Regions from separate parts of the Mus musculus genome. Here all the other regions are linked to region 4. The links are chromatin contacts, called in public HiChIP or PLAC-seq and promoter capture Hi-C maps. All regions are on one chromosome and are shown on one strand. The core of a region is the stretch at or near the end of the contact, and the rest is flanking DNA. Distances in the headings are between cores, read along the strand shown. Region 1 overlaps Syne1 (spectrin repeat containing, nuclear envelope 1). Region 2 overlaps Syne1 (spectrin repeat containing, nuclear envelope 1). Region 3 overlaps Syne1 (spectrin repeat containing, nuclear envelope 1). Region 4 overlaps Esr1 (estrogen receptor 1 (alpha)). Region 5 holds the start of Armt1 (acidic residue methyltransferase 1).

What was found. Promoter capture Hi-C pulls out the DNA fragments that hold promoters and counts their contacts. HiChIP or PLAC-seq counts read pairs in DNA pulled down with a chosen protein or histone mark.
Region 1: a contact with region 4 is called in an H3K27ac HiChIP or PLAC-seq map of the NIH/3T3 cell line, with 3 times the contacts expected there. The contact joins two enhancer-like sites. A contact is called at or near these places in 3 of 39 promoter capture datasets (cranial neural crest, frontonasal cranial neural crest and liver), 1 of 15 datasets of contacts at CTCF or cohesin (the NIH/3T3 cell line), 1 of 484 Hi-C or Micro-C datasets (nephron progenitors) and 2 of 115 datasets of contacts at active chromatin or transcription factors (the NIH/3T3 cell line and astrocytes).
Region 2: a contact with region 4 is called in an H3K27ac HiChIP or PLAC-seq map of the NIH/3T3 cell line, with 5 times the contacts expected there. The contact joins two enhancer-like sites. A contact is called at or near these places in 1 of 39 promoter capture datasets (the C10 cell line), 2 of 484 Hi-C or Micro-C datasets (adipose-derived mesenchymal stem cells and muscle stem cells) and 4 of 115 datasets of contacts at active chromatin or transcription factors (the NIH/3T3 cell line, embryonic fibroblasts, fibro-adipogenic progenitors and 1 more).
Region 3: a promoter capture Hi-C map of the 3T3-L1 cell line shows a contact between it and region 4, with 2.8 times the contacts expected there. The contact joins two enhancer-like sites. A contact is called at or near these places in 4 of 39 promoter capture datasets (the 3T3-L1 cell line, cranial neural crest, frontonasal cranial neural crest and 1 more).
Region 5: a contact with region 4 is called in a promoter capture Hi-C map of pre-B cells. The contact joins the promoter of Armt1 here to the enhancer-like site in region 4. A contact is called at or near these places in 4 of 39 promoter capture datasets (the C10 cell line, the HPC-7 cell line, hematopoietic stem and progenitor cells and 1 more), 1 of 484 Hi-C or Micro-C datasets (pre-B cells) and 1 of 115 datasets of contacts at active chromatin or transcription factors (large pre-B cells).

The regions. Positions count from the first base shown.
Region 1 is chr10:5,030,917-5,034,424 of GRCm38.p6, forward strand. Syne1 (spectrin repeat containing, nuclear envelope 1) reads right to left here. Exons shown (of 146, transcript NM_001347711.1): 143 at 2,001-2,213; 144 at 850-942. Among named protein-coding and RNA genes, the nearest start is that of Gm51757, 290 kb to the right of the region's middle. Within about 2 kb of position 1,460, at least 9 of the 459 cell types and tissues checked have an H3K27ac peak or open chromatin away from gene starts, as enhancers often do. A contact at or near this core is called in the NIH/3T3 cell line, where this site is marked.
Region 2 is chr10:5,078,112-5,081,552 of GRCm38.p6, forward strand. The region is part of intron 127 of Syne1 (spectrin repeat containing, nuclear envelope 1); the gene reads right to left. Among named protein-coding and RNA genes, the nearest start is that of Gm51757, 250 kb to the right of the region's middle. Within about 2 kb of position 1,985, at least 70 of the 459 cell types and tissues checked have an H3K27ac peak or open chromatin away from gene starts, as enhancers often do.
Region 3 is chr10:5,109,264-5,112,656 of GRCm38.p6, forward strand. It overlaps Syne1 (spectrin repeat containing, nuclear envelope 1), which reads right to left. Exons shown (of 146, transcript NM_001347711.1): 117 at 2,112-2,245; 118 at 1,568-1,772. Among named protein-coding and RNA genes, the nearest start is that of Gm51757, 220 kb to the right of the region's middle. Within about 2 kb of position 1,693, at least 31 of the 459 cell types and tissues checked have an H3K27ac peak or open chromatin away from gene starts, as enhancers often do.
Region 4 is chr10:4,774,322-4,777,585 of GRCm38.p6, forward strand. The region is part of intron 3 of Esr1 (estrogen receptor 1 (alpha)); the gene reads left to right. Among named protein-coding and RNA genes, the nearest start is that of Esr1, 66 kb to the left of the region's middle. Within about 2 kb of position 1,335, at least 51 of the 459 cell types and tissues checked have an H3K27ac peak or open chromatin away from gene starts, as enhancers often do. A contact at or near this core is called in the NIH/3T3 cell line and pre-B cells, where this site is marked.
Region 5 is chr10:4,431,322-4,434,847 of GRCm38.p6, forward strand. Armt1 (acidic residue methyltransferase 1) reads left to right here and starts at 1,284. Exons shown (of 5, transcript NM_024261.2): 1 at 1,284-1,390; 2 at 3,507-3,526. The coding sequence starts at 1,350. Rmnd1 (required for meiotic nuclear division 1 homolog) reads right to left here and starts at 1,067. Exons shown (of 13, transcript NM_025343.6): 1 at 945-1,067.

The DNA.
Region 1 (3,508 bases), core at 210-2,709, 260 kb after region 4:
AGAAAATCCAGTGTTCCTTCACATTCTTAGACCAGGGTCTGTAGGAAACTAGTGAATGTTGGTAAAAACACAAATGAAAGTCTAGTAAGGATAACACATGTATCAGCATAGAACGTAAGTATATATGACAAAATACAAAGGAAATTATTACTTCTATACTCTAAGGGGAAATGGAATGAATATACTTATAAAGCCGGACCAAAAAGAAAATCAAACAAAAATAAAAACAAGCTCCTATACACAGAGAACCGAGGTCTAGAGGGGACCGGGGACAACTTTGCTGTCTATCCTCTGTGTGCTCTGGTGAGGCGGTTTCCACCGCGGGCTGGGTATGGTGTTGGTTTGAGTGGGTGCCCTTTTGGGGTTACTACCCAGAAGTCCTTGGGTGTTATGACTCAGAAGCTCTTTCTCTTGAGAGTCAATGCGACTTCATCGGTCCTATCAATTCAGTGACTCACAAGATGCTCACGATTCGCCTCTACTGTATGTGGCACTTCTGGGCATGACAACCCACCTTTTTAGTGGGCATGCTGGTGGTAATTTGAAAAAGGGGGCCACCAAGGGTACACATGAGAACCATTTCTAGAAATGACCATTTGATCAAGAAAAAATATTCTTCTTGTACATTAGCCACACGTTGAGCTCATTAAAAGGAAAAACAAAAACAAAATCACTCTGTTTTATTGCTGTGAATATGCTACAAGGCTGGAGGAATAAATTTACATAGGTAACTGTCCTTTCCTGTTTGGGGACTCGAGTTTTGAGCCTGTGGATTCTGTAGACACAAAGCCTGTCATATCTCACACTTCCCACCCATGGACCAACTGGAAAGAGCCAACAGAAAGTTACCGATTTCTGTCTGTTTGGGGTACTTCTTCCGGATGTGGGACTCACAGATCCTGAGGTGTCCAGCTCATCTGCAGAAGACCATGATGACAAATCCTGCAAGAAAAAAGGTCACATTCAACAACTCCACATCCCAGAGTACCCAGGGACTCAGTTCCCACCTCAGCCCTCTTCATCTTCATCTACATCTCCATGATGAAGGTCAGGCACTCCGCAGGCAAACCTGATTCAGATGACAAGACTGAAACCGAGTTCTCCTAGCTTACCAGGGATTTCTTGGTATAAGCTTGGGACTTCTGGAAACCATAGCTAGTGTTTATTTTTGTGGCTTTGTTATCTCTTTGTGACTTGGGTAGATCGGGCTGATTACTGGCTTGCTGAGGCGGGAGTAGCATGGTGAGGGAAATCCTCTTTATAAGTACAGGTCACTCAGGACAGACAGAGTCCAGTGCATTTATGTTCGAAGCAAGTGAGAGCTATCTAGGAGTCTGCTTTGTAAGGTCAGAAAAACCGTGTTGCTTCTATTCTGTTGTGACTCTGGGGAGGCTGTGCTTTGAATACTTCCAGATGAATGAGCAGTTTCGTGCTTGTGAAAAGATTTCACAACTGAATGTCTGAAGTCTGACTAAGTACCACTGTATCTATAGGCACACGTCTCAAAACTAACAATGTGACCATTGTAGAGTTTATTTAAGTGGAAAAATGGGCCAAAACAAACACGAAGCGGTCCATTTCAGTGAATGGATGCATGACTGAATGGATAGATTCAAAAGGAAGAGTAGACACTCTCCTCAGTGTTTAACACGAAACTCACACACAATGGCTGCTCTGGTCTGTCACAGTTGTATATGGGAAAACATGTCATTTCTTAAATAAACAGTTGAAATTAAATGCCACAGTAGTCACAGCAACAGGGTTGGAGGTAACAGGCTGAAGAGGTCTCTTGGATTTCACAGAATCAAAAGCACCGTCCTGTTATAAAAGTTACGAGTCTGCTTTTGTATTCTGAGACAGCTCTTGAAAGAGCGGTGACAGAGAGTGGCCACTCTGGGTCTGACAAGTGGCACGTCCGAGCCTTTCTATGATGGGTGGAGACACAGTGCTTCAGGCTGCTGTCGGCGATGTGATGCCACACACAGTGTGTGAGGGCTTACCTGCTGACTGCTTGACATGTCTAGTAACTTCTCAAGATCCTTGATATGATGGCTGACCTCCTTCAGGAGAAGTTTGAGCCGGTTTCCAATCACATGGACCTTTTCTTTGGCTTCTAGACAATCTGAACCTTCAGCATTCACCAAGAGTTGGCGAGACATGTCTTGTAGTGAGGCCACTCTGAGTTGGGACTTCAGCAACTCCTGCTTTATTTGCTGCGTGTATGATAGGAGACAGTTCTTTAAGATGTTTCAGTACTTAGAGTAACTTGCCTGCATGGGCTCTTGTATCTGCAGCCTCCACACAGGACTGAAGCTCACATGATGTGACACGGGGGCTCCATGCTAACCTATATGGTCAAGTATGTTCTAAAAGACCTCCTTCTAAGCCCAGGATTCTCATTGGACACATGGGTTCATAGTAAGAACTATGGGGAAGTTTAAACTGAATAGGGGATGTGAAGATATTGACAAAGGAAAATCCTATGAAAACGGGATCAAAGATAATCTGTTAGACAGAAAAATAAAACATTAAAATCTAGGTACAGTGAAACTCAAATATGGGCATACTCTAAGGTCTAGCTAAATCGTTTTTAAATGCTCTGTGGTGATTGATAATTTCTAAGTTTTTGCCAGAGGTAGAGGTTGAATAAAAATATGTAAGGACTACTATCTCCTATTGGTTTCAAAGATCCCTCTAATGGTGAATGAAAGCTACTAATTCAATAGTTTAGGTTAATGGGCTCTAAGTGCTATGCTACAACATTGTACAGTCACAGAGAGAGAGGATGAGAAGCACGGTCTACTAGTAGAACTCAAGCCTGCTTCCTTATCAGCTATAGCAATCACCCAGCTACACTGTCTGTTACATTGTTTCAACATCCTTGAATATGGATTTTCACAGTAAATTTCCAGGTGAATTTAGTGCCAGAAAAAGCTTCTATGAGATAGATATATTTTGGTTTTGCAAGATATAGCAGCAAGTTATCTCATAGCTGTCTGCAAACTTGCCACCAATGCTTGTGTCTCTTTTACCTGGCCTATTTAATTCCTCTTGAGTGTCTTAACTGTCTTTTTTTTTTTTTTCATCTAAATAGGTTGAATTCAGTTTTACAATAATCCACTAAGTGCATTGTGCTATATACTGTTAACTATCAGCTTGGCAGAATCTACCATCACAAGTCTCTGGCCATTCCTTTAGGGGATTGCCTTGGTTGTGAGAGGGACCATTCCTGAAACTGCATAAATGGAGAACAAGAGCTGAGTGCTAGCACTCACTCACTCACTCACTCACTCATTCATTCACTCATTTCTCTGTTTTCTGGTAGTGAATGCAATATGACCAGCTGCCCCAACATCCTGCTATTTGGCCTACCCTGCAAATATGGATGTAACACAGGGCCCCAATGGAGGAGCTAGAGAAAGTACCCAAGGAGCTGAAGGGGTCTGCGACCCTATAGGTGGAACAACAATATGAACTAACCAGTACCCCCAGATCTCGTGTCTCTAGC
Region 2 (3,441 bases), core at 735-3,234, 300 kb after region 4:
TCAGTGGTAAGTAGATAAGACTTAAGTCCTCATAGAACCCCATTTGTCCATGTTCTTTTCTGAGATCAGGTTAACACCTTGCACAAGGCCAACCTCAGGGAAATGAGATACTTGACTACCACAGCTTTTGAGAAATGTCCATTAGGATTTCCTGCCTTTGAGTTAAGCATGTCTAGTTAAATAAAATATTCCTCTGGGTTGGCAATAACTCCTGAGTTTACCAGCATTGTCTCACTAATATAACTTAGTTTACCACTTAGTTTCCCTTGAGGCAGAATAATACAGGGGAGACGAATGGTGGCGAGCTCATTTCCGGGGGGGATTAACAGTGAGCAGCAGTTCAAAGGTTCTAGAGAGAAATCCCACCCACTTCGAGATCTACCCAGACTGTGTTATACAGCACAACCAGTAAGCACAGAGAGATCTGCTCTTCTGGAACACCAAGACTCGGGATTCATCCGTCATCCTACAGTATCAGACAGGAGGGGGTGGCTGCAGCTACAGCTTAGGTTCAACTGATACAAGCAGAAATTCTCAGGATTGGTGACTCCCCTCTAAAGAAAAGAAGCTCCCTCCTTAAGAGTTGAGATGGGTTTGTCTCCCTCTGAGTAGCTTCCTCTGCTTGTTGGCCATGATGCAGAAAACATATGCTAGGGCTCCCCCTTCACCAACATCCACAGAGAGGGTGGTCACACGATAAAAGGAAATCACCTATTTCTTTGAGAAGTTGATGTGCCCAGAGTGAATTAGGCAGTTTAAGTGATTGGCTTTTGGTTAGTCAAAGGTAGGCTCAGTAAAGCTGGAGTCTTTGCTCTAGGCTGTAATTTATAGAAGGATCAATCACATGTCCAGACGCAGCTAAGACTCAAGGCTAGTCTCCACTACTCTGCCATCAAAAATAGAGCAAGTTTCTCATCTTCTACGAGCCTGTCTTTTCTCATTTGACACTGCATTTTCTCCAAACACTAGTATTTAGTGTTTGTAACAAATGATCGATCACCTTTCATATGTCAAGTGCTGTACTATATCTATCCCAGGATGTGGTGTGTTGACAGGAAGACACAGGCAAGTGACAATTTAAAAAGCACTGTCAAACACCACAGGTTTGACAATGTTGTGTTAGTTTGATAGTTTTTCCTTCTTAGCATTCATGTGCTCAATGTCTCCAGGGAGCAGTTTGAATATGCATCCTTCCTGTTTGTCTCACAACATGATGACACTGCTTTCATTTGTTTACTGTGGAGCTATGACTGAAAAAAAAAAACCAAAAACTAAATATGTGGGCTGCAAGCATTGGGTGCAAGCCAGGGCCAAAACCTTTTTTGCAAAGATGTAAATCCCTAAGAAGGGTGGCATTTGATGTTGTTTATAAACTAAATATCCAAGCTATATATAAATGAACCATTTCTTTCTTTGGATTCAGTTGAAACCCTGAAATTTACCAGCTCAGCACATATATTGTCTTAAGGGTACTGCCGCCATGGTATATTGCCTCCAGAGTGAGACAGCTGAATAGGTAGTACATTTTTTTTCTAACAGTAAGTGTTTTTATCAAGACATTGTGGGTGGGTGTAAACAGACACACACACTCACACACAAATGCACACATACAAATGCATATACATGAGCAATTCTAGTGGTGCAGTGTTATATATTTACATTACAGCTAGAATCACACATAGTTCTATACAAGCAACAGAGGAAGAAAAGCAATATAATCCTCAAGGGAGCTAGCTACAACAGATCCCTTGGGCAGCTGAAAAGCCAATTCCCTTTTGCTTTTCTTCTGATGCTCCCAAGCATCTGCTTGAAGCTGGCTTCCTCATCCTCATCTGTGGACCCTCCCAGTTACTCCTGCACATCAGCCGCTTCGAAGGGAGCAGAGCCGGCTGGCTCCTCCTGAGCTGGCGTAACGCCATCTGTGTTCAGCAGAGTTTGGCGACTTTTACAAGGAGTAGAGCACTGGCTTGTTTCCTGTTTTGGATTCATATTTGACAGTAGTTCACCGGAAATGACAAACCCAGGAGCCACTAAAACCTCTGGGTCCCTCTCCTCCAGAAGTATTACATCCTGGCACCTGGCCAGACCCAAAACTACTATCTCACTGGTTTAAACACTCGAGTGTAGATTGGACTGGGACAGAATAATTATGTGTTAGTTTCATACCTCAGGAGTCTGGCAGAGGAAGATCCTAGAAGCATACTCTATCTACTTCCTTTTTTTTTTTTTTTTTTCAGGTTTTGGCCTGCTCACAGGCACAGTGTATAAATCTCCTCAGAGCATATCATGTGGCCAAACACCACTTTCAAGCTGTATTTTCAAGTAGATATATGTACTCTATCGACAATTTTAGAAAATATGAATGTCTGACTTAGTTAGTAATAATAATACTTTCATGGAATGATTACACGATTTGCCTGAATGAGAAATCATCATATGACTATCAATTTCTTCATCTCCAAAATATGATAATTCTGGCATTATTTTTATCCTCAGAGGTACCTAAGTATTAGGACATATACGGAGGACATTGCCTTCATTATTCCCCATAGGCAAACAACACTTAGCTGCTATAGGCACTGGCTTGTCCAAAGAAATGGCCTCTGCATCTAAGAGCATCAAAGTCTTGGGATCAGACGACAATCAGTCGGGAAAGAAGACTATGATCCATGCTGGCAGATAACCAGGAGGAAATGGGAATGCGCCGGACTATGATCCATGCTGGCACATAACCAGGAGGAAATGGGAATGCGCCGGACTATGACCCATGCTGGCACATAACCAGGAGGAAATGGGAATGCGCCGGACTATGATCCATGCTGGCACATAACCAGGAGGAAATGGGAATGCGCCGGACTATGATCCATGCTGGCACATAACCAGGAGGAAATGGGAATGCGCCGGACTATGATCCATGCTGGCACATAACCAGGAGGAAATGGGAATGCGCCGGACTATGATCCATGCTGGCACATAACCAGGAGGAAATGGGAATGCGCCGGACTATGACCCATGCTGGCACATAACCAGGAGGAAATGGGAATGCGCCGGACTATGATCCATGCTGGCACATAACCAGGAGGAAATGGGAATGCACTGGACTATGATCCATGCTGGCAGATAACCAGGAGGAAATGGGAATGCGCCGGACTATGATCCATGCTGGCACATAACCAGGAGGAAATGGGAATGCGCCGGACTATGATCCATGCTGGCACATAACCAGGAGGAAATGGGAATGCGCCGGACTATGATCCATGCTGGCACATAACCAGGAGGAAATGGGAATGCGCCGGACTATGATCCATGCTGGCACATAACCAGGAGGAAATGGGAATGCGCCGGACTATGATCCATGCTGGCACATAACCAGGAGGAAATGGGAATGCGCCGGACTATGACCCATGCTGGCACATAACCAGGAGGAAATGGGAATGCGCA
Region 3 (3,393 bases), core at 443-2,942, 340 kb after region 4:
CATGAGGGGATGGAGGGAGAGAGAGAAGTAAAAAAAGAAAAGAGTGGGCTGGAGAGATGGCTCAGTGCTTAAGAGCACCGACTGCTCTTCCAGAGGTCCTGAGTTCAATTCCCAGCAACCACATGGTGGCTCACCACCATCTGTAATAGAATCCAATGCCCTCTTCTGTTGTGTCTGAAGACAGCTACTGTGTACTCATATACATAAGAGAAAAGAGAAGAGAAGAAACCACGATGCACTAGATGTGGCAGTAAGGAGAAACCTTAGGTCATGTTCTCCTCACTTTTTTGTATATGTAAACATATCAAACTGAAGGCATGGTGCTGTAGTTCGCCTTTCCTACTTATTTCTATGGAGGTCTTTGGCAATAGTCTATCTGTGGTCACCTAATTGTAGCTACACCAGGATTCGGGTGCTGGTGGGGTGTGGAGGTCAGAGATGGCTCAGGTGGACAGAGCTAAGGACCTTCTCCACCTCTCTCTCCGTGGCATCTCCAGCCTGTACTTTATGAAACCCAACCATATGCCCATAACTGTGAGCCAGTGGGGGTTCCCTGTTTCTGGGTCCTATGGAATAGTAACAGATTACAAAGGACTTCTGCTCCTGATGGCAATTGGGGTTCCATCTGCACAAGATGGCGGCTGGATCCTGCTGTGCCTGAACAGTGAGTTTCCTTTCAGAGAAGAACGAAGGGCACCTTTAACCTTGACACAGATAACAACATGTGTCTTGGTTCTGAAACACTGAAAATGACTGCTCTTATAAAGACAAAAAAAATGCCAACCAAAACGAAGGTTATCTTTATTGTAAACAATAACCCTGCCGCTTGAAACCTTTATTTAGACTGAAGGTATAATCTTCAGTTTATGTGGGTTGTTTTATAACTTGACTACTTTAATAAACTGATTTGGGAAAGCTTTTAAGCAGATCTTTGTAACAAAGATCATTAAAATAAAGACAAATAAGGACAAACAATAAGAGGTCCATAATGGGTGGAATAAGAGAAGGCCTTTCTCAAAAGCCCTAAGTAGGTTATTGGCAACTATGGAGGAAAGGGGAATCATATAAAAGCTATTAAAATGTGTGGCAGCAAGCTGCTGCTCTCTGCTGTTAAATACCTGAATGCAGCTATTGTCTGATGCACTGCAGCAGATAACAAATCTAAGTGGATGATTTTTTTTTTTAAATAATGTGGATAACTTTAACAGTTGATTTTTTTTTTAAAGGCATGATTTTTCCCCCATGTGGTTGCAACTTACAGTGACTATTTCAGTACAAACAGATAGCCTACATTTCCCTCATAGATTTATACCCCACTAGGGAAAAGTGGGAAAGGCAACTCATTTTTAAAAATAAAACAATGGGAAAGAAACTCACAAATTGTAAACACATGCAGGAGGGCTCTGTAAGACTAGGCTCTTCAGTTAATGGGGTGATGAATTTGGGATAAACTGTCTCACAGATTTAGATAGCCCCAAAGCTCACATGCATCTCTACTAGCCCTACAAAACCAATGAAACTGAAGGCCAGCGGGTTGGGCAAGTCCCAAACAAGTCCCTGAACATACGTTGCAATCCTGAATCCACTTGGTGACTTCATCATCAGCGATATCCTTGTTAGTGGCTGCCTTCAACAGTACACTGGTCTGTTCCTCTTGTCTCTGGATGGCAGAGGCACACTGCTTTGAGTAGTCCTTGTATCTCTGCCAGAGCTGAAGGAGGGCCTTGCTGGAGTGCAGCTGTTCAGCGATCTCTTCCAGTAAGTTATTCCATCTGCAAGCAACAGCGAGCACTTAGGGCAGACTCATATCTCTTACCAAAGGCTATCACTTACTATTTTATTTGTCTTCATCATGGTTCATGTGAACATGGGCATAGCAAAACAATGACTCATGTCTATTTAACATAATAAAGGCTAATGTGTCACATTCATATTCCAAGGGGATGAAAACTATCCTTGGGACTATGGAAGTCCTGATCCTTCCTAAATGTCTTCTTTGTGGTTATTTTTCATTAAATTCGGTTTATAAAAAGAAAAACAACCAAAACATTAGTAGAGTAGACTCTTTAGATCTACAGCTGAGAATGCTGTAAGAGTAGCTGGTCCCATACCTCATATTGACTTCTTGCAGAGTACTGGAGAGGGTTTCTGCCACAGGTGGGTGACACTCCTTCAATAGTTGGTTGGTGATAGAGCCAAATTTCTGTAAGCCTCCTTCCTGTTTTTCTAGTTCATCATGAAGATTCTGCTCAAAGAAAGAGAACCACAGGTGACAAACAGGAACTAATGAGCAAGTTTAAAATGGACAGGCATGTGCTACTCCACTGCTGTTAAAAAGATAACTTCTTATAGTTCTGTTCGTGTGACTGCATGAGAGGAGAGTCACAGCAACTGAGCCCCCTTCTGCACATGGACTCTTCTTTAGAAGCCCATGAAGGATGTCCTTGCTTAGGGAAGATGCTGTAGCAGCGGTCCAGGCACTGTCTGCCACACTGTGGCTCTTTTTGCCAAAACAAGGGTGCCAGGTCAGTAGCACGGAGAGTGGTTCTCCCAGTAACTGATGAAGAAGACAGCCAATCTCAGCTTTTCTGAGGACCACTTCTAAGTTCTACCTCATGCAAAGAATTTTCCAGGTCTACATTAAAAAAAAAAAAAAAAACTCACAGAAAGTAACTGTACATATCCATAGGACAATTGAATAAGTGTTCAAAAACATTCATATCTGTTTATATTGTAGGATGGTTAAGTTAATCTAATTAACAGACCATCACCTCACATATTTAATAACTTTTGTCTAGCCCACTTCTCATCCTTCCTAATGCTGAGACCCTTTAATATAGTTCCTTATGTTGTGGTGACCCCCAACCATAAAATTATTTTCATTGCTATTTCATAAGTATAATTTTTGCTACAATTATGAAACTTAATGTAAATATGTGTTTTCTGATGGTCTTACACAACCCTTGTGAAAGGGTTGTTTGACCCTGTCAGGAGTCATGACTCACAGGTTGAGAACCACTTGTCTACAACTGTGAAAACTCATAGAGTACAATACTGGGAGAGAGATAGTTATGAAAAGGAGAGATGTGGACCCATGGAGACCAGTTTCAGCTAGGTGGAAGATCACCGTCATGATCATCATGCACAGAAAGTTGGCTATGATTTATAATATTGCACTGTATACTTCTGAAGTTGCTTAAAGCAAAGAGGATTTATTAGACAAGCTGGTGAAGTCCTCTACCTAGCACAAGCAAGGAGACTAGAGGACAGATGTCCCCAAGGGCCAGCTGAAGTATCACATACCCATAATCCCAACACTAGAGTAGCTGAGGCAGTGGCATTATGAGTTCTACGTTACACTGAGCTGCATGGAAAGACCCTGTCTCGTGTTTC
Region 4 (3,264 bases), core at 85-2,584:
AAAAGTCTTCTTGGGTGGTCTGGATGCCCAGGAGGGTATGTTCCAACGACAAGCCTGTGTTTCCTGGGTGACCATCACGTTTACTCTTTACCAGGCTTCTGGGCCACCACGACATACCTCACAGAAATTGTCTCTAGGCTTGAGGACTCTGCACACCACCCTGGCTGAAATTCACAGGCCAATCAACCCATGTTTCTTTATGCATCCTTTAACTCTCCAGTGGCCACAAGATGAACAAAAACTTTGCACGTGTTGACCACACCTGTTATTTCTTTTTCTTCTTTACTCTCTTGAAATTACTTGTAGAATTGAAGTATTATTTATTAAAAAGGAGGGGTTTTTTTCCATCCACAAGAGCATGGGGTAATCTTGAGGCTATTGTGCTAAGTGTTAAAGAAAGAAAAATGGACAAATTGATTTACTCCAATAGTCAGACACAATTGTTGAGGTTGAAAAAGTAGATTAGCCGGTCTCCTTATTTTTGAAGAGGTCGCAGTCAAGTGAAGAAAATCAGTAATGCCTGCACCATTGCTACAGATGTGCTAAAGAAGTCCCTATTTGTGGAATCTTAAATGCCCGACTTTCCTGTCCTTCCTTTTCATTGGAATGTCTATGCAGAGTTGTGCCTACAATAGAATTTCGGCGAGACTCTCAAAGATCGGTGAAATTCTTAGTTAGCACTTAGTAAATCAGGAATCCATTTTTTTTAAAGGGTCCCAGCAGTTTGAAGGACCTCCATATCTCCATACTCTGCACTAATCTGATCTCAGCCAACAATCTTTTCCTCTCTCCCTAAAGCATTAAAATGACCCTGAGCTGGAGCACAAGCTTATCTTTGACTGTGTGGAACCAGACCACGTGGCAGAACCTGCTCAGGGTCTCTGGGTTTTATCCTGTCTCTTAGATTGCAAGAACATTTTCTCTTCCTTCTCTCTCAGGAAGAGAATACTTTGAAATTCTTTCTACCAGTTCTGGCCATCAGGGTTTTATCTTTAAAGGAGTTGATGTGGTAAGAAAGCTTGGAGAACTTTCTGGAAGCAAAAAGTACAAAGAAGGAAGGCCAGGACATTTGGGGAATGCTGCCTGCCTTTGAATTAGTCACCCCGATGGTTACACCATCTCCTCCTTTGTTTCAATCTTATCTAACACTCATCTTTTTCTTTGTTCATCCCCCTACCCAGTCCTTCAGACCTTCTAAAATCTGGTCTTGGGGCAAGGCACCATGTTCTCAGGGTGTTCAAAACCCTGTGCTGGATATTATAGGAGCAGGAGGAGCCATTTCAGAAGGTCCTATTCTGGACTGCACACTAGCATTTCCTTGTGTGTAGAGCTAGGAGATGCATTGTTGAAAGCGACTCATTGTCTCCAGGGTACTGTGGTGAGGTGGTGGTCACTGATCCCATCATGCTTTGTCGCAGCTGTTGGCTTGATTCTGTGCCAGGTGCTTGAAACAACTGTGGCTTTGCAGATGGGCTACAGAGACTGGACCCAAAGGTATCACGTCAACATGTTCAGTCAATTGGGGTCTTATAAGGACAGAGAGAATTTCTTCTGACTTCACTTTTTATGAAGAAAAGGAGACTTTCCAGGGCTGTTGTCTTTCCTAGAATTCCTTCTTTCAAAACATCTTTGGGGAATATAATTGGATATTAGTAATACTTTCTGGTTCATTTAAAAAATAAAAGCAAAATGCAATTTATAGGTGGGTGTTGCTTCTGGTAAAATTAATTAAAAAGAACTCGTGTGAAAATAGAATTTGGGATGCATGATTAAGCATCCTGGATTTCTTTTTCTTTTTCTTTCTCTCTCTCTCTCTCTCTCTCTTTTTTCTTTTTGTGCATGCTGCTACGTACAGATGTGGTTGTGAAATAGTTCAAATCAGGGCCCACTGAATGTCCTCACTGGACTTTTAGGAATGTGTGCACTGAGGCAGCCAAATTTTATTTCATTTGGTTTGGCTCATTGCACTGGCTGTGAATCAGAAAGTATTCATTTTAATATCTGAGTGGAAATTTATTTACAAACACACGGCTACAGTTATTCTTTCAAAGGGCTTAAAGTTTTTGTTTAATTTCCTCAAAAATTTGCTTTCTAGTTTTTCTTTCCATCTGGAACTTGTGACAGAATATGTTGAAGAGGTTTTTCTAGAATAAAAAAATACATGTCCTGACGCACAGATAAATGTAATCTTTCGTGTGGTTTATCTTTCCTGTTTGGTGGCAACGACAGAGTTCAGAATTGGTCTGGAGATGATTACATTGCTGATTCTGAAATGCTTTTCAAAGATAAAGTGATTTATTTAGCTGTTACATTATTATTATAAGCATAATTTAATGCTTAAGTGTTCTGAGTTAATATTGAGTTCTTTCTTCTTAGCCAATCATGGCAGTATTCTAAAAAGAAAAAAAAATTAAAGAAAAACCCAAAGACCCACGAATGAGACAGATCTGCATTTTAATGATGGTTCTACCATCTATCAGCCAAGAGACCTTGAACAAGTTAGTCAGATCCCTGGCGTCTCAAGTTATGACTCTGTAATTGGAGCAACCCAGCTCATTGTTTGTGATATTGAGATGAGACACAGAGCTGAACCCACCAAGCACATTGCTAGTTTATGAGAAGCCCATGGCGTATGCTGCTAGTTAGTCAGTCCTTGGCCACAGAGATTGTCACATAGAACTGAATCAGAATAGGATCAATCAATCCAACCTTGATTCATCTTTCTGCTTTCTCACATCGATACTTAGGACAGCTCCAAGTTTGTTTTACAAAAACCATACACAACAAAAATGTACTAGTTCAGCCATTGAAAGTGGATTTAGGTTCATTTAGGATTTAGGTTCATTTAGGATTTAGGTTCATTTATGTTGTATGAGCAAAAATTGTATGAGAAGATTGAAACTGTGCCTTTTAACCAATAACTCCCTCACTTCTCTGAGGATTCTTTCACCATGGTGTGTCTCTGTGAGTGTGACTACTTTAGGTACTTCATGTACACAGGGTCACTTTTATCGTTTGTGTCTGACTTCTCTCACTCAGCATTATGTTTTCCAGATCCAACCATGCCATAGTATACATTAGAATTTCAATGTTTTTAAAAGCATAATGTTAATTCTATTACATTTATATACCACCTTATGTGTATTTATTTAAGTCAGTAGACCCTGAGTTTTCTCTGACTTTTGTCTGTTATGAGTAACATTGCCTTGTCTGTGGACATACACATACACATATCTGTTTGTATTCCTGCTTTCAATCATATGT
Region 5 (3,526 bases), core at 34-2,533, 340 kb before region 4:
GCTCTCCTCCTAAGGACTTGACTCCCTCAGTGACTTGGTATAATACATATAACCAACACACATCCATCACATCCACTTTGGATTTTCAAGACTGGATTTCTCTGGATAACCTATAATTTCTCTCTTTGACTGGCCTGGAACTTGCTTTGTACACCAGGCTGGCCTCTGCCTCTGGAGTGACAGGATTAATACTTATAACCAACACTCATCCATTCTCTTGCTATTTTTTACTTTGTCCTCATATTTAGCACCACTTACATACCTTGTATTTTTAGCTTTTTAATTCATGCAATGACTACTCCTTACCGTGTGCAGTATGCTAGCTCTGGAAATGAGCAAATAAGGGATAATATATATTAGTTAGCGACAGTGATATCAGAAAGCAATAAAGGAGATTTTTGCCTCTCTTCAAAAGCAGGTTTCTGTGTTTGTCCCCCTATGCTCAGTGACAGTAGTGTCCTTGGGCACAGAGGCGTCAAGTAAATTTTTAAAATGAAACACAAGGGAGCTGCAGTTTTTGAGCATTATCCTTAAGCATAATATGTCCATGTGCCTAAGGATAGCACTAATTGCACTTAGTGTTTTAAGTTGGGAGTGGGACATGGGTAGGCCTAGGCGTTTGACGGCAGGGCTGGGGGTGGTGGTGGACATAACCAAAATATATTGTACATGAGATGCAGAATACCATCAATGAAAAAAGCGGCTGCATCCAGGTTAGATTCAGCGGGTAAGTGGGGCTGACCTTTGGGAGCACTTCTTCCAGTTCCTAAGTTCAAGGTGATTTCATGCACCTTGGCAGCTACTACTATGCCCTGCTTCCAACTCGGCGGGGTCGGGAGTGTTTGGCTTGAGGTGCTTCGGATTCCCGGCTAAATTCCCAGGCCCTGGCCGAAGCCCACACCTCCTCACCAGCTTCTCCGGCTGGGGAAGCGCGAAGCACTGACCTGTGCGCGGAGAGGACGACCGCGACGCCCACGCGCACGCTCCCGCCGCAGGAACCTCTGCGGAAACACACCCCGCCCCGCCCCGCTGCGGCGCAGGCGCACTGCAAGCCCCAGGCCGGCAAGCTGGGACACGTGACCGTCCGAACACGTGACCGCTCCGCGCCCCCCCCCCCCCCTTCCGCTCGGCGGGCTACCGCCTCCGGTCCTCCAGGGCTTCCGCTCGCGTAGCCGGAAGGCCCTTGCGCCCCATGTTCTGACCCTGGCCAGACCACCAAATAAAGTTTCTGAGTTCAAAAGCGCTTAAAAAAAAAAAAAAAAAAAAAAAAAGCTCCAACGCTTCCTTTCTGGAACCGCGGCCGTTGAACCCCGGGCGACGCCAGTTGAGTGGCTTGTGGTGCCGGTGTGATGGCCGAGTCCCCGGCGTTTCTTTCCGCTAAGGACGAGGGGTGCGTCTCGCTTTTTTTTTCTTGCGCTCTTGGGAGAAAAAACCCATGTTGGGTGAGGAAGCTGTGGGCGGTCGGGAGCGCCGGATCCTCAAGCTGAGAGTTCGAGTCCCACCTCGGTGGGAGAGAGCCGGCTCGCTGTGCTGGCCGGCGTCAGGACCTAGCTAGTTCCGCTGTGTACCTTCTTCCTTTCTGTCCCGAATTGAGACGCTGGGGCAGGAGTATTGCTGCGAGTTAAAGCCAGCTTGAGCTCGTAGTGAGTTCGAGCTCACTGTGGGATACATTAGGAAAAAGCTTGTCTCTAACAAGTGAGAAGGAAAGGCGCTGCGGGGGCCAACAATTAGGACTCATACCTACTGCGGTGTGTATTAATGGTATGGGTCAAACTAATAACTCTATATTTAAAAACGTCCTAATTTTGCGTGTGCGCGCACATGCCATTATTCGCGTTAGAGGTCAGAGGACAGCTCTGGAGCCGATTTTGTTCCTTCACCTCTCAGGAGTTCAACGAGAACTCGGTCGCGGGCAGCAGATTTATCATGTGCCTTTACCCACTGAGCCATCTCACTGGCCCCCAAAATAAACATCATTAGAAGTAGTTCTTGCAATTTTCATCTTTAGAGTTTTCCCCCCTATACACACTTCTCATGAAATTTGTTAGGCACAATCGATTCACCAAAACAGCTAATAGCAAAATGGAACAATTAGTGGGACGTTAGTTTACTTTAAATTTAATTAAAATTATTTAAAACTTACAGATCGTTGACTGCTGGAATTTTCCACTTGCAATGTTTTTAAACTGGTTGAGTGCCCCTGGGAAGGCAAACCTGTGGACAAAGGGGGAATTACAATATGCTACAACGCTGAGAGCAAAGTTATAAGTAAGAGCAGAAATAAGCATTGGCTAAGTAGCCAATCTTCTTGTCTGGCTGGATGGTTGGTTTTCTTTTGACACGGAGCTATTGAATTATGTAGTGAAGGATGACCTGGGACTCCCAATACTCCTGCCATTATACTCTGTGTCATTATAGAGGGAGACACCACTAGGCTCCAAATTCATATTTCAAATACTTTATTTTCAAATGATTTAATTAGTTTTTATGTGTTGGGGGAGTGTGGCACTCACCTGTGACATTACCCAGGAATGGACGTCAGAGGACGACTTGTGTAGGGAGTCCCCTTTGTCCTTCTACCATGTGGGTTCCAGGGATCGAACTCAGGAGGTTGTACTTGGTAGCAGGTGCCCTTCCCTGCTGAGGCCTGTCTCCAGCCCCTGGAATAGTTCCTAGGTGCTTAGGTGTGGCCTACCCTGCCCTGTAACTCTAGCTCTAGGGGATCCAGAGCCTCTGGCCCCAGCAGTCACCTGCACATACCCTACCCAGGGAAATGCAAATCAAAACCACTTTGAGATTTTCATTTCATCTTTCTAAGCCAGTGACCTAGGACCAGAGCCTGTTGAATTGCAAGACCTGTCCTTTTTTGAACTTAACCACATTGCTGAAGTCGTTTCTGATTTAGAAAAAGAAATTGAGTAGATGGAAAAGAAAATGATTCAGTCAAGTTCTGGGGCAGAACCCAGTACTACAGTTTGTGCAGTGGTCATGACAGTAGAGTTCCACATTGTCTCGGGTCTTCTGCCTTCTTCCCTCCCATCCTTCATCCAGCCCTCCCTCCCTCCCTCCCTCCCTCCCTCCCTCTCTTCCTCCCTCCCTCTCTCCTCCCTTCCCCCTTCCTCCCTTCCTCCCTTCCTCCCTTCCTCCCTTCCTCCCTTCCTCCCTTCCTCCCTTCCTCCCTTCCTCCCTTCCTCCCTTCCTTCCAGATGAATCTTATCTATCCCAGGATGGCCTTAAACTCCTGCTCCTCTTCCTGCTGTCCTCCTGAGCAGGGGTTCCAGCTGTGTGCCGCTGTGTTTTCTCCTCTTCTGGAGCTTCATTCGTACAAGACAAGTGAGCAGTTTAGGAGTTCAGTCTCATATCTATAAAGCAAATAAAACTGGTGTATTAAAATAGTCATATGAAAAGGAATTTGGACCCAAATGAGGTGTTCCAGAAACTAAAATTGGGCATGCCTTCTAGTGTCAAAGCTACTGAGTAATGCATGATATTGGACTCTCTCCTAGGTCCTTTGCATATCTTACGA